2 separate regions of the Anas platyrhynchos genome follow, and region 2 is linked to region 1. Evidence: chromatin contacts called from public Hi-C data. All regions are on one chromosome and are shown on one strand. Each heading gives the region's core, a stretch centred on a gene start, on an enhancer-like site or on the middle of the called end of the contact. The rest is flanking DNA. Distances are from core to core; before and after follow the strand shown. Region 1 holds the start of MITD1 (microtubule interacting and trafficking domain containing 1). Region 2 holds the start of REV1 (REV1 DNA directed polymerase).

Evidence for each region. Hi-C and Micro-C count contacts between places; a contact is called where the count stands out from the background.
Region 2: a Hi-C map of subcutaneous adipose tissue shows a contact between it and region 1, with 1.9 times the contacts expected there. The contact joins the promoter of REV1 here to the promoter of MITD1 in region 1. A contact is called at or near these places in 3 of 8 Hi-C or Micro-C datasets (liver, skeletal muscle and subcutaneous adipose tissue).

Annotation. Positions count from the first base shown.
Region 1 is chr1:139,892,701-139,898,460 of IASCAAS_PekinDuck_T2T, reverse strand. MITD1 (microtubule interacting and trafficking domain containing 1) reads left to right here and starts at 2,606. Exons shown (of 7, transcript XM_005013433.6): 1 at 2,606-2,881; 2 at 3,027-3,128; 3 at 3,246-3,382; 4 at 3,462-3,548; 5 at 4,224-4,339; 6 at 4,666-4,726; 7 at 4,814-5,760. The coding sequence starts at 2,728. The coding sequence ends at 4,909. It overlaps MRPL30 (mitochondrial ribosomal protein L30), which reads right to left and starts at 2,668. Exons shown (of 5, transcript XM_027446367.3): 1 at 2,522-2,668; 2 at 2,190-2,270; 3 at 1,328-1,474; 4 at 919-992; 5 at 643-830. The coding sequence starts at 2,566. The coding sequence ends at 698.
Region 2 is chr1:140,027,125-140,032,884 of IASCAAS_PekinDuck_T2T, reverse strand. REV1 (REV1 DNA directed polymerase) reads left to right here and starts at 3,106. Exons shown (of 24, transcript XM_038173211.2): 1 at 3,106-3,262.

The sequences.
Region 1 (5,760 bases), core at 1,357-3,856:
TCTTAGGCTATTAATACTAAACACTTAGAATCAAGAAACACGTATGCAGTGACGTGTTTCCTGAAAGACAAACTGTACAACCTAGCAAGATGTGAATCGCTCCTTCTGTCACTCCCAAATGGGGAGTTCAGGTCCCTATTTTAAGATACATGTGAAGCCAGATGAGACTGTCTGCTAAGGAACAAGTTTGATACCTGAATGACAAAGCCTGACTCAATAAATTAAGCTGTCCATGGATACCCAGTCAGTTCTCAAGTAACTTTTGAACAGAAGCCATTTCAATTCCTGTTCTTTTCTTAGTACAGTAAAGGTAGAGTCATGCACCTTCATTGTAAACCTTTCCTAATAGCTGGGAAATGCACTGTCCATCATTAGTTACATCTATTCTGCTTACTTTCCTGCTTATCTAATCGTCTTTATAAAGGTCTCTAAAAGCTGGCCATAAACTGCAATAATCTAATCAAAATGCTCAAACATGAAGTAAAAACCCCAGCCATCTAGTATTTCAGACAAACATTAGCAACACTGAATTTTATATTTGTACACACGTAACCCTTCCGCAAATCTTTTAATCATCAGCATCATCTCTGCCACTTGTACCAGACGTGGTAAGAATTAAGCTTCCGTTTCATACACAAACACTGAACACAGGAGTTAAATTATTTATTTGAGAGAACGTAAATCCAACCAGCACACCTTATGACTTAATTTCTTTCTGCTCTACAGGTTTCAGACGACTTCTAATGATAAGCTCTCCCTTGCTCGTAAGAAAGGTGTCTGACATTTCCTCTTCTGTTGGCAATCCATGAGGTAGTTTCAGCGGCTGTATCCTAAAGGCAGAAGAGTTTGCTTAGTAAGGTTCTGTGACTAGAATGGAGTTATATTAAGTATTCCAAATAAAATAAATAGCTAACAAACCTGATCAGATGTTTAACAACTTTCAGTTTGGAATTCACAGAAGGAATATTTTTGTGCAGTCTTGGTTGATGTGCCTATAAAGGATAGCAGAGGTTTTCAAAATACACTTCTAAAGCACAAATCTCTGTTCACTGAACTTTCCACACTATCAGGAAAGATATAAACCATATATGCAAATTTAGATTTAGAGAAATAATAGTTGTGTATTACTGTTCAGCTCTTATATACATAATCCATTTCTCAGTTGTACTTTATAGTAGCTGTAAAGAAATTGAAGCTTAGTGACTGTAAAAATTGAAGTCCTTACAAATAAGCAAATGTGCAAAAAACCTGACACCTGAATTCTACCCTATTTCTCTACATATTTGACATGCATAACAAGTATGAACAACAACCATCACCACAATACCTTATCCAGTCCAAGATTATGTATTATCATCTTTTCCCAATATGGGCGACCAATAACACTTTTTATTCTAGTAACAACATGGATTTTGTGGGGCTGCTCAGGGTCGCCTCCATACTTTTCATGATCTCCAGGCCGTGGCTGAAATACCTAGAATAAAAGTGTCACAGACTGTTTTTCTAAACATGTGAATTATTATTACACTTTAAAAATATATTTTTATAATGTTTTGCAGATTAATGCATTGACTCTGAAGTTAAGCCATACGACTGCATGGAGATACGTAGAACCATAGAATCATTATGGCTGAAAAGCCCTGCAAGACCATCAGGTCCAACCACACCCCTACCACCACTGTCACCCACTAACCCATGTCCCCAAGCACCAGGCCCAACCTCTCCTTGAACACCCCCAGGGACGGTGACGCCACCACCTCCCCGGGCAACCCGTCCCAGTGCCTGACTGCTCTTTCTGAGCAGAAATGGCTCCTCATTTCCTACCTGAACCTCCCTGGCACAACTTGAGGCCATTCCCTCTAGTCCTATCACTGGTTATCATTGAGAAGAGGCTGACCCCAGCTCCCCACAACAGCACTTCATCCACATGTATCTGACAGAAGCACCTCTGTTCAGCCCATGAACGGTGAGTTTTTCCACAGGCTTTACGAATGATTTTAGGAAAAGTGAAACTAAAGGGTATCTTGCAGAAAGACAAGCTACAACACAAATTAAACCCAGCCTCCAGTCTCTTTGGTTTTAGAGCCATTTACCCACGTCTCCAGAAATGTGCCACAGCACAGAATTCAGCCCCAAATTAAGCAGGTTGATGCTTAATTCTCAGCGTCCTCAGCCAGGGCAGCACGTACCTCCTTGGGAATCCTCGACCTGGTGAACATCTGACGGGCCCAGACTGCGGGCGCTACCCCCTCGGCCCTCCTCCCCAGCACCTAAAAAAAACATTATATATTAAAAAAACCATGTAATTTGTCGTCTTACAACACCCTCCAGCAGATTATACAGCCGCTTAAATTCATATTCGGCGTGCACGCAGCCTGCATTTACTACATCTCGCGGCGGCTGAAGGCAAAGAAAACACCCCGACACTGAGGTACCCCGACCTTTCCCGGCCAGCAGAGACCCCGACAGACCCCTCAGGACCCCAACCAGCCCCTCACAGCCCCCAGGGACCCCCGGGCACCTTCCACCCAGCTACCACCCCCACGGCGCCGCGCCCCGCCGCCATTTCGTGGCGCAGCTCCCCGGCCGGGCACCGCCACCGCTGCGCCCGAGTTCCGAGGCGGGGGAAGGACAAGGCTGAGGCACAGCCCCCTCCCCCGCCTCGGTTTCCATTTCCCCGGCAGCCCGTCCCCGTCCCCGTCCCCTCCCGGACCCCTCCCGGTCCCCATGTCGCGGGCGGGGGGCGATGGCACCGCGGCGCTGGAGCGGGCTGGTGCGGAGACGGTGAAGCGGGCGGTGGAGCTGGACCTGGCGTCTCGTTTCCAGGAGTCGCTGGTGTGCTACCAGGAGGGCATCGACCTGCTGCTGCAGGTGGTCAAAGGTACCGGTCCCATCGCTGTCCCTGTCCCCATCCCCGTCCCCATCCCGCTCCCAGTCCTCGTCCCCAGCCCCGTCCCCCCGGGAGGTGCCGGTGCCCGGGTGGCCGAGGTGTGGAGGGCACCGACCCGCGCGGTTTGGCTTCGCAGGCACAAAGGATGAGGCAAAAAAGCAGCGTTACCGGCAGAAAATATCCGAGTACATGACCAGGGCTGAGGACATTAAAAAGCACATCGAGAAGGAGAAACAAGGTGGGGAGCTGAGACCGACCCGTGCGTCTTTAACTGGCCGGCATCAGGTGGGCAGGGTGGTTAATGTGGGATTTCTGGCGGGGTCTTTACTGAAAAATCCTTTTTTTTTTTTTTCAGACGGCAAATACCATAAGCAAATCAGGATAGAGGAAAATGCAACAGGTTACAGCTATGAAAAGCTTTTCCAAGAGTATCTGACCGAGATAGTTTCTGAAGTTTGGGTGGAGGACCCATACATTAGGCACGTTCATCAGGCAAGTGGATGTTCAGCATAGCACATGCATGTAACAACCAAAAAAATCCAGGTTACTAAATTAAACAAAACTTTTACAGTTGTATAACTTCCTACGGTTCTGTGAGATGCTGGTTAAGGGGCCATGCAAAGTGAAAACTATCCACCTCCTCACTTCCTATGATGAAGTAAGTGCATAGATCTTGGTTTCTTTTTCCCCGTTCTCAGGTGACACCACACAAACACACGCAACGTGTGTATGTATGTAAAACTGAAATATAAATTTATTCTTACTTACACGAACTTGTTAGAGAAAGGCTTTGATGCCTTTGATGCAGAAAACACAGATTAAGAGAAAAATTAAATGTGATAGTTGAATATAAGTAATCTCATACATTCAGAGTTCTTTGATAAGTCTAACAAATCCTTGGTAAGACGGATCTTAAATGAAAAAGATATTTTTGGTAAAAAATTTGTTGTTGAAAATGCCATCAAAAACAAAGTGTCAATATATTTTTTTTTCCTTTTCAAACAGCTTATATAGCTATCATTTTAGATGCTTTGATGAGCTAAAACCTTTCAAACTATCCCTGCATTTATTCTATATCAAATAGTAATCTGTATCTAGTTCTCAAGGGCTGAGGGCGAGCTCTTCCTCCACATCCTGTAGTGTATCTGTAATCTGTCTGTTTCTTATCCTGTCAACAAAAATACAAATATACTCTCATCCAAGAAACTTTCTTTGAGTTTAAATTATTATTAAAACGTAACGTTTTTTGGGGGGATTTTAGGAAGAGGTCACCAAAAATAGAATGTGTGGTTTCAAAAAAAAATAAATAAAGTAATATTTTTACTTCTATCAGGGCAGTGGGAGGAATCAACAGACAAGTGGCTTGGAAGAAATAGAACAGTCATTGAGGAACTATGGAGTAACGCTGAATGTTTCCTTTTCATCTTCAATACATGATCGAGAAATTAGGTGAGTGATATAAAAAGTCACTGAATGCCAGTTAAAGTCAAACTACTACGTAATGCTAACTTCTGAGATAATTTCTAATTACAGCTGTAGTTAGCAAAGTGGAAGGCACTGGCCCTCACTGGATAAAGTTAGTCCTCCACAGCTTCACAGTTATCTTTTTTTTTTTCTGGAACAGAAGAGTGCTTTCCATTGTTCCATTGTTTGTACAGGTATCAGCCATGCTAAGAAATAATTGTGAAGGAGCTTGTAAGTCATGTGAATATAACTGTTTTTTTTCAATGTGGTCATACACTTACGGTTTTCAAATTTGTTAATTTTGTAAACAGATTCAACAATGGATGGATGATTAAGATTGGAAGGGGTCTTGACTATTTTAAGAAACCAGAGGTAAAAATACTTTGACCTCTTTAATTAACTAACACTGTAGAATAGCTTGTTCTGTGTTACCCATGTCAATTCTGTCAATTTTTGTAGGGCCGCTTCAGCATTGGATACTGTGACTTTGACTTGCGGCCTTGTCATGAAACTACAGTGGACGTCTTTCATACTAAACATACAAAGAAAATGTGACAGCTGCTTTTAGTGAATGTTTTTATAAGCATAAAACTGTAATCATGACTGGAAGATACCACTTGGGTCCAGCTGTCCACCACCAGAAGCAAATCCATAATAGGTATTTTGTCCAGCACTCCTTTTTTAATCTATAGGATTAAGAATATTTGTGCCTTTCCACTCTGAGAAAACAAAATCATGCAGTTCTCCCACTGTGCTTATTTATTCTGTAATATTAAGGAATACAAGCAATGTCTAAATTGGAGCTTACGGAGTAGGGGTTTATACTATACCTCAGTACGGGCTCTCAAAGGCCTCTTTACTGTCATTTCTAGTTTTACTATTAATTTTCTTTGTCTTGAGCAAATTTTGGGGTTTGTATCTTTAATTGACCACCTCGCAAACTTTTGTGGCTGAGGCACCGCTTCAACCCACATGTTCTCTTTGATAAGCAGCCCATGTATTTCATCTGGGTCTTGTACTCTAGTCAAGACAACTTTTCTGCTGTGTTTTAATCAATCCCTTAATAACTGACTTCACAGACTACAAGTAACCCCAAATGTAGCATTCCATTCTCTAAGCTCCTTGCATGCAAACATTGTAGAGTTCAGTATGCGGACATTTTAGAGTCTTCTTGTACATTTCTCTGAATAATGGATTTGGGGCTGGAAAGGATGCAAGCAACGTTCTAGCTGTATTCTTCTCACTATTATTCGTATATGTGCTTGTATTCCCTGGTGCATTTCCATCCTTTGCATTAAGCTTGGAAAAGCATATGGTCCTCCTTCCTCTCATTTTAATGTCTGTCCTCTTACCGCAGTCTGAACTGTAAGTAGCTCTGCTACTTAGTCCCCTAAAAAAAGTAATAA
Region 2 (5,760 bases), core at 1,857-4,356, 130 kb before region 1:
CTTAGTAACACGCTCAGAAAAAAATAATAAATAAATAAATAAATAAACAACAACAACAGCAGATTGTTTGCTAGTGTAGATTATCCTGCAGAGGTTTCTTTTTCCTTTTCTTTTTTTTTTTTTCTTTTTTCTTTTTTTTTTTTTCCTGTGATGTCTAAAAACCATGCAAGAGAGACAGGGATTTCCATCCCTGGCTAGAAATCTTTCCTAGCCTCTTTCACTCTTGAAAGAGCAAAAGTAGCTCTGCCTAGCAGAACTGATTAATTGTGGTTATAATAAAACATATCCCTTCTAAAAATATCTGACTGCATTGTGTTTTAGGAGCTAGAGAAAATTGGCATCATGGCTAAGATGTATGTGTACGTAGTGACAGGCCTTATGTAACACATTAATGCCAGAACTAAACGCTGCAGATTGGATTTTTACAACAGCATTTTTCAACGGTTACCATGAAACAATAGTGCTTGGTCAGGAAACCGCTGCAATAATCCTGCAGCTTTTTTACAAGTCAATATTTAAGGCATCGCTACAGCAGGCTGCGTTACTACAGCATTGCAGGAGCTGTGAAATGAGCCTCCGTCATTCATAATTACCTAGACGTAGCAGACTGCTGCTGAGCACGTCCTCAGCTTCAAATCGGGGGCCGGGGGGGGGGTTTCCAGCCGTGCAGCCTAAGGCGACCCCTGCGGATCGCCAGCAGAGGCAGCGCAGCAGCAGCCTGCAGCCCCTGCCCGGCTCCACGGGGTGTCAGCAGCGGCTGGCGAGGGCTCAGCTGGATGGGGAAGGTGCCCACGTCTTGCTCTCACCTCCCTGTTAGATGCTGTCCAGGTGAGGCAGGTGTAGGAGCCTTCCAACCCAGACCGCCCCGTGGGTCTATCCTATAGGGCATGAGAAGGAAATGGGGTGTTGTCTGCTGCCTTGCAGCTGTTCCCAGTTGGTTGTTGGTCTGCTAGGAGATGCTGGCATGGAGTAAGAGCTGGAGAAGCTGCAGGACAGTGATGTATGGAAAAGCAGAGAACATTAACTGGTAGCCAGTCAGCTTCACCTTACTTAGCCTCTGGAGCTGGTATGAGGATGGTGAGCCATCCTCATGATCACCATGGCTCTAGCAGGGCCAAGTCATTGCCAGTCTTTTTCCTCTAAAACATAGCTAACTATAGATCAGTACAATGTGAATTGTGAAAAACATGAAAAACATGGCCAATGCTAAGTTATCCCCATTCCTCTTTCTGTGTCATAGCAATGGATTGAGTCCCTGTTGGCCCTCGTATTATGATGGCCCAAGACCAATCAAGTAACTGGGAAATAAGAGTAGAAGGAACACACAGAAGTATCAGTGTGAGGACAGGCCTTCAATTAGCGGCTCTACATGCCCTTCCTGGCACAAGGAGGCCCAAAGTTGTCCTGTATTTATGACAACAGCCTTCAAAGCTCACAGCATCTGCAGCCACTGCTAGGTCATGTCTCCTGTATCAGGCTGCAAGTAGCATGACACGAAGTCTCTCATACTTCACCTGAAATTCCCTCATGCTGAACTGATTGAAATTACTTCTTTGGTTTTTGTTGGAGCAGAATTTTAACTCATACAGTAGGATTTATACGGACAAGCTGCTTGCCAGTAACACCTCACTGAGATGCTCCAGCTAAGAACACAGTCCCATTGAACTGAGGCCTGTACATATGTTGCCCTTCTCTCCCCAGCCCCAGATTTGATTCCAAACTTGGTGAAGATAGAAAGAATTATTTTTCTGAAGTCAACACGCTTTAAGCTGGGCTTCACCCTGTAAATATTTACACAATGAGTAAGCCTATGCCCCGGTTCCTGATCTGGCTATTATAACCTAAGATGTTTCTGTCAGCTTAGAAGCCTGCCAGTGCAGATGAAGTGCAAAATGAAGGCTTTACAAGACACAGAATAAAATAATTCCTTTTAATATTTGTCCCTTTACCTAAACTTTTGTACTTTTTCCCTTTTACTTATTTTAACTAATTGTATGTAATCTTTGCTGGAAGTGTTGTATGGCTACTTCACCCTTTTTCACTGTTAACTCTTACCCTAGCTTTACTTCACAAAACTAAACAGCCGTCCCCACATGCCTCCCTAAATAATTGTTGGTTCCTCTTATAATTTGCTAATATGCCAGCTTCTATTTAAAAATAAAATATAATCATTGACTAACCATTTTAAAGCTGCTCTTGCCAACCTAAATTAATCCCCGTTCCACTTGTCTTTCTGCCTTTCTGCTCCACAACTGCCCCCTAGAGAAATAGCTCTGGAAGGAAGCAGTAACGCGCACATCCACTCACACAGCACTGGGAACACTTGGTTTGCTCCAGACTGGCAAGGACCGAGAGCGGTTTCATTAAAATTCTGGGTAAAAAATAAATGTTTTTGGGTTTGTTTTGTGGTTTGTTTGTTTTTGTTTTTGTTTTTTCGCATGAAGGTGCTAGGTTTCCCTTGAACATTTTTCTAAGTGCAATGAAGAAACCATGCCCTGAGGGGCACCAGACTTCAGTCTTCAGACATGAACTTCATGGACTCAACTTTTCCTTAGCCTATGTGGACATTTTGATAAGTGTGAGGTGAGGGGAAAGGTATGGCCAGTGCTAAGGCTTTTGGCTCCCTCACACAGCTCAGGGCAGGAAAACCCTTGAAAACTTTTTCTAAAGCACGGGACAGCCATTTCCGTGCTCTGACAACGCAGGTGGAGGAAGGACGATTATGGATAAGGGCTTCTGTTACAAAGAGGGATGCATTTTATTGCTGAAACTGAATCCACGTGAGGGCTGGTGGGCAAACTGGGGTTTGAGCCAGCGTGACTGGGGTTGTACCAATGTGTATTTGCGGGACTTTTCTCTTTATAAAGCCATTTTCTCTTTATAAAGCCAAATGAACCACAGACAAGCTTCCTATGAGCAGCAGGAGGAACGAGGGCCTCCTTTCTAGGGGCACATCCCCTCAGGGGGCCGCCCTCAGCGCCCCGCCAGGGGGCGCCGCCGCCCCGCGGCCATCCCTCAGCGGGGCGGGGCGGGGCGGGGAGCGGGAGGGGAGCGGGAGCCGCGCGCGCCCGTCCCGCCCCGCCCCGCCCCGCGTCACGTGCCCGGCGGGCGGCCGTTGGTGGCGCGAGGCGCTCCCGTGACGCGCGCGCAGGGAGGGCGGGGGGAGGAGGAGGAGGAGGAGGAAGGCTGGCGGCCGTTACCGGGGGCAGCCGCCATGTGAAGCCCCGGCCGGCGACACAGCGCGGCTGGGAGGCGGCGGAAGGTGAGCGGCGAGCGGCGCTGCGGGCTCCTTGCTTCCTTCCTGCCTGCCTGCCTTCACCCCCCCCCCCGTCATGGCGAGGCCCCCATGGCGGTTGGCCTGAGAGGAAAAGAGCCGTGAGGGGGGGAAGTAGGGGGGGGGGGGGGGGGGGGGGCTGCGGGGCCCCTCCCTGCGGCCTGGGCCTGAGGAGGAGGAGGAAGGAGGGAGGTGAGGAGGAGGAGGAGGAGGAGGAGGAGGGGGGGGGTGGCGTTATGTAACCGCCGGCGGGGGGCGTGAGGGGGGAGGGGAGGGGAGGGGGAGGGGGAGGGCTGAGGGGGCTTGTTAGGGTTGGGGGGGTGTTAAAGATTGGGGAGGGGGTGTTAGGGTTTGGGGAGGGGGAGGTTTGGGGGGGGGGGGGTCTCAGGTGCCCCTCCCCCGCCGGCACCTGCAGGGGGGTACCCGTGTGTGTGTATGGGGGGGGGTGTTTGGGGAGGGGTCGGCAGCGAGGGGTCACTGCGGGGAAATAGGGGAGGGGATAAATTAAGGGGGGGGGGAGCCCTGTCGCAGCCCCGCCGCCCTCTCCTCTCCTCTCCTCTCCTCCCTTCCTACCTCCCCCCCCACCCGCAGCCGGCTGCGGATTTTGCGCCCTGCGTTGATTGTGAGGGGGGAGGAAGGGGCACGGAGGGCTCGCCTCTTCTATCCCCCCCCCTCTCCTTCCCCCCTTTCCCCGCCTGCTGCTGCTGCTGTGTTTTGCTACGTAGCCAGCGCCGGCCTGACCCAGCAAAAGGCCCCTGATGGGAGGGAGGTGCGCGGGGATGGCATGTAAACCTTGAGAGCCGAGGGTAGGGTGAGAGCGTAAGCACGCGATTATTATTATATTTTTTTTTGAAGGGGGGGGGATAGGAAAGCCATGGTGCGTGCTGCAGTGTTCCATTATCCCCCCCGTGCTTTATGGTTAATGTTAGCCTTTGGAAAGGCAAGGCCTGCAAATGCTCGGTTTGTGTTAATGAGAGGTTTTTCTCCCTGAAAAAGAAGAGTTGATGTTTATTATGGATCTTGATTTAAAGTCGAGGTCCAATCTCGAATTTGATAGTGCAATGCAAGGAAGCAAACCCAGCAGATTGCAATTGCATGAGCTGAATTTTAACTATAACCTCTTATATTTAATAGCAATTAGGCAACAGTTTAAAACAGTCCTGTCGGAACAACAACAGCACCTAATGAAAAGGTTACAGCCAAAATACATTTGTGAAACAGCCCCGTTTTATTAAGGTATTTAATGCAGAAATCCAGATCTCTGACAAATTCTCTCTTTGCCATCTTGTCTCAGGCGTGTAGTCGCTGCCCATCCCCACCATAATTGTCTTTCACTCAGCCCAATTCTGCCACTGGACGGTGCACCAAATCCCTGTTGGTAAATAATCCCAAGCTGTCAGACTGGAGGTCATTGCTAGGACAGTTAGTAGAGGCTCAGTGCAGACACCTGCCTTGTGACTTGCTGCTGTTTAACTACTTGGAGATAGATTGTTTTTAAAGTAAAGCTGTGGTAGTATACTGGAAAAAAAAAAAAAACATATTTCAGGCCAATGTAGTAAGCTCCACATGTATATTTTTGTGCACAGTGTATGTCTTCAGTGCATTATTCATATTTCAGTGCATTATTCATATTTGGCCTTCCAAATGTATTGCCAGTCTGTCTGTCTGGATGGTGTGCATCCTCTTACCTAGCCATAGCCTGGTCTGCCTGGTGCAGCCAGTGTCTCGTAAGCGGGAGCTGAGTTTGATCAGTCTTTTCTCATCCCTCGACCTGGATTTCTGTCTTAAGGAAGCTTCATGGCAAATTTTCAATCTTGCTGCCATCCATTTCAGCTACTAGGAAGATTAAAAAAGAAAAAAGACTCTAATACAAAAACTCGTTTCAAGAACATAGGAAAAATGTGATTACAGACTTCTTAATGAATTAGTTGTTCAGGACATGTAGGAAAAGAATAACTTACCTGACCCTGCCATGTGCTTTCCCCCATTTAATCTGTTAAGCTATTGTTTACATTATGAAGAATGATTTTTTTTATTGAACATCCTTCTGCTTTAATTAAAGTACTATATTATCTCTGAGATCTCTGTCGGCTCTTAAGAGTGTGTTTGCCTGGTATAGATGCAGCAAGGGAGCTAAATACCCAAATGCTGAAACCCTCCCCCAAGAATACAACGTAGAGTTTGGTGACAGTGCCATGTGTTTACTGATGAAAGTAAAGAGAGCAAATCTAACTGGATGCAAAAGAGCATGAGGAACAGGTGAGGAATTCTCAAACAGTTCATGCAGTGTAATTGTGGAAATGTCTCTTTTTTTTAAGAGTCAAGTTTGTGTAGAGCTTCTTCTCCCTGAGAGCAGCTTTCTGCTCTGTTGTAGAAACCAGACAGCATTTTAATTGGAGACACAGCTGGTTTTAGGGAGGAGGGCTTCTCATGTCTGTGGTCCCTCTGCTTCTGTATTTCATGTGGAGTAGCTGGTGCTCATAAGA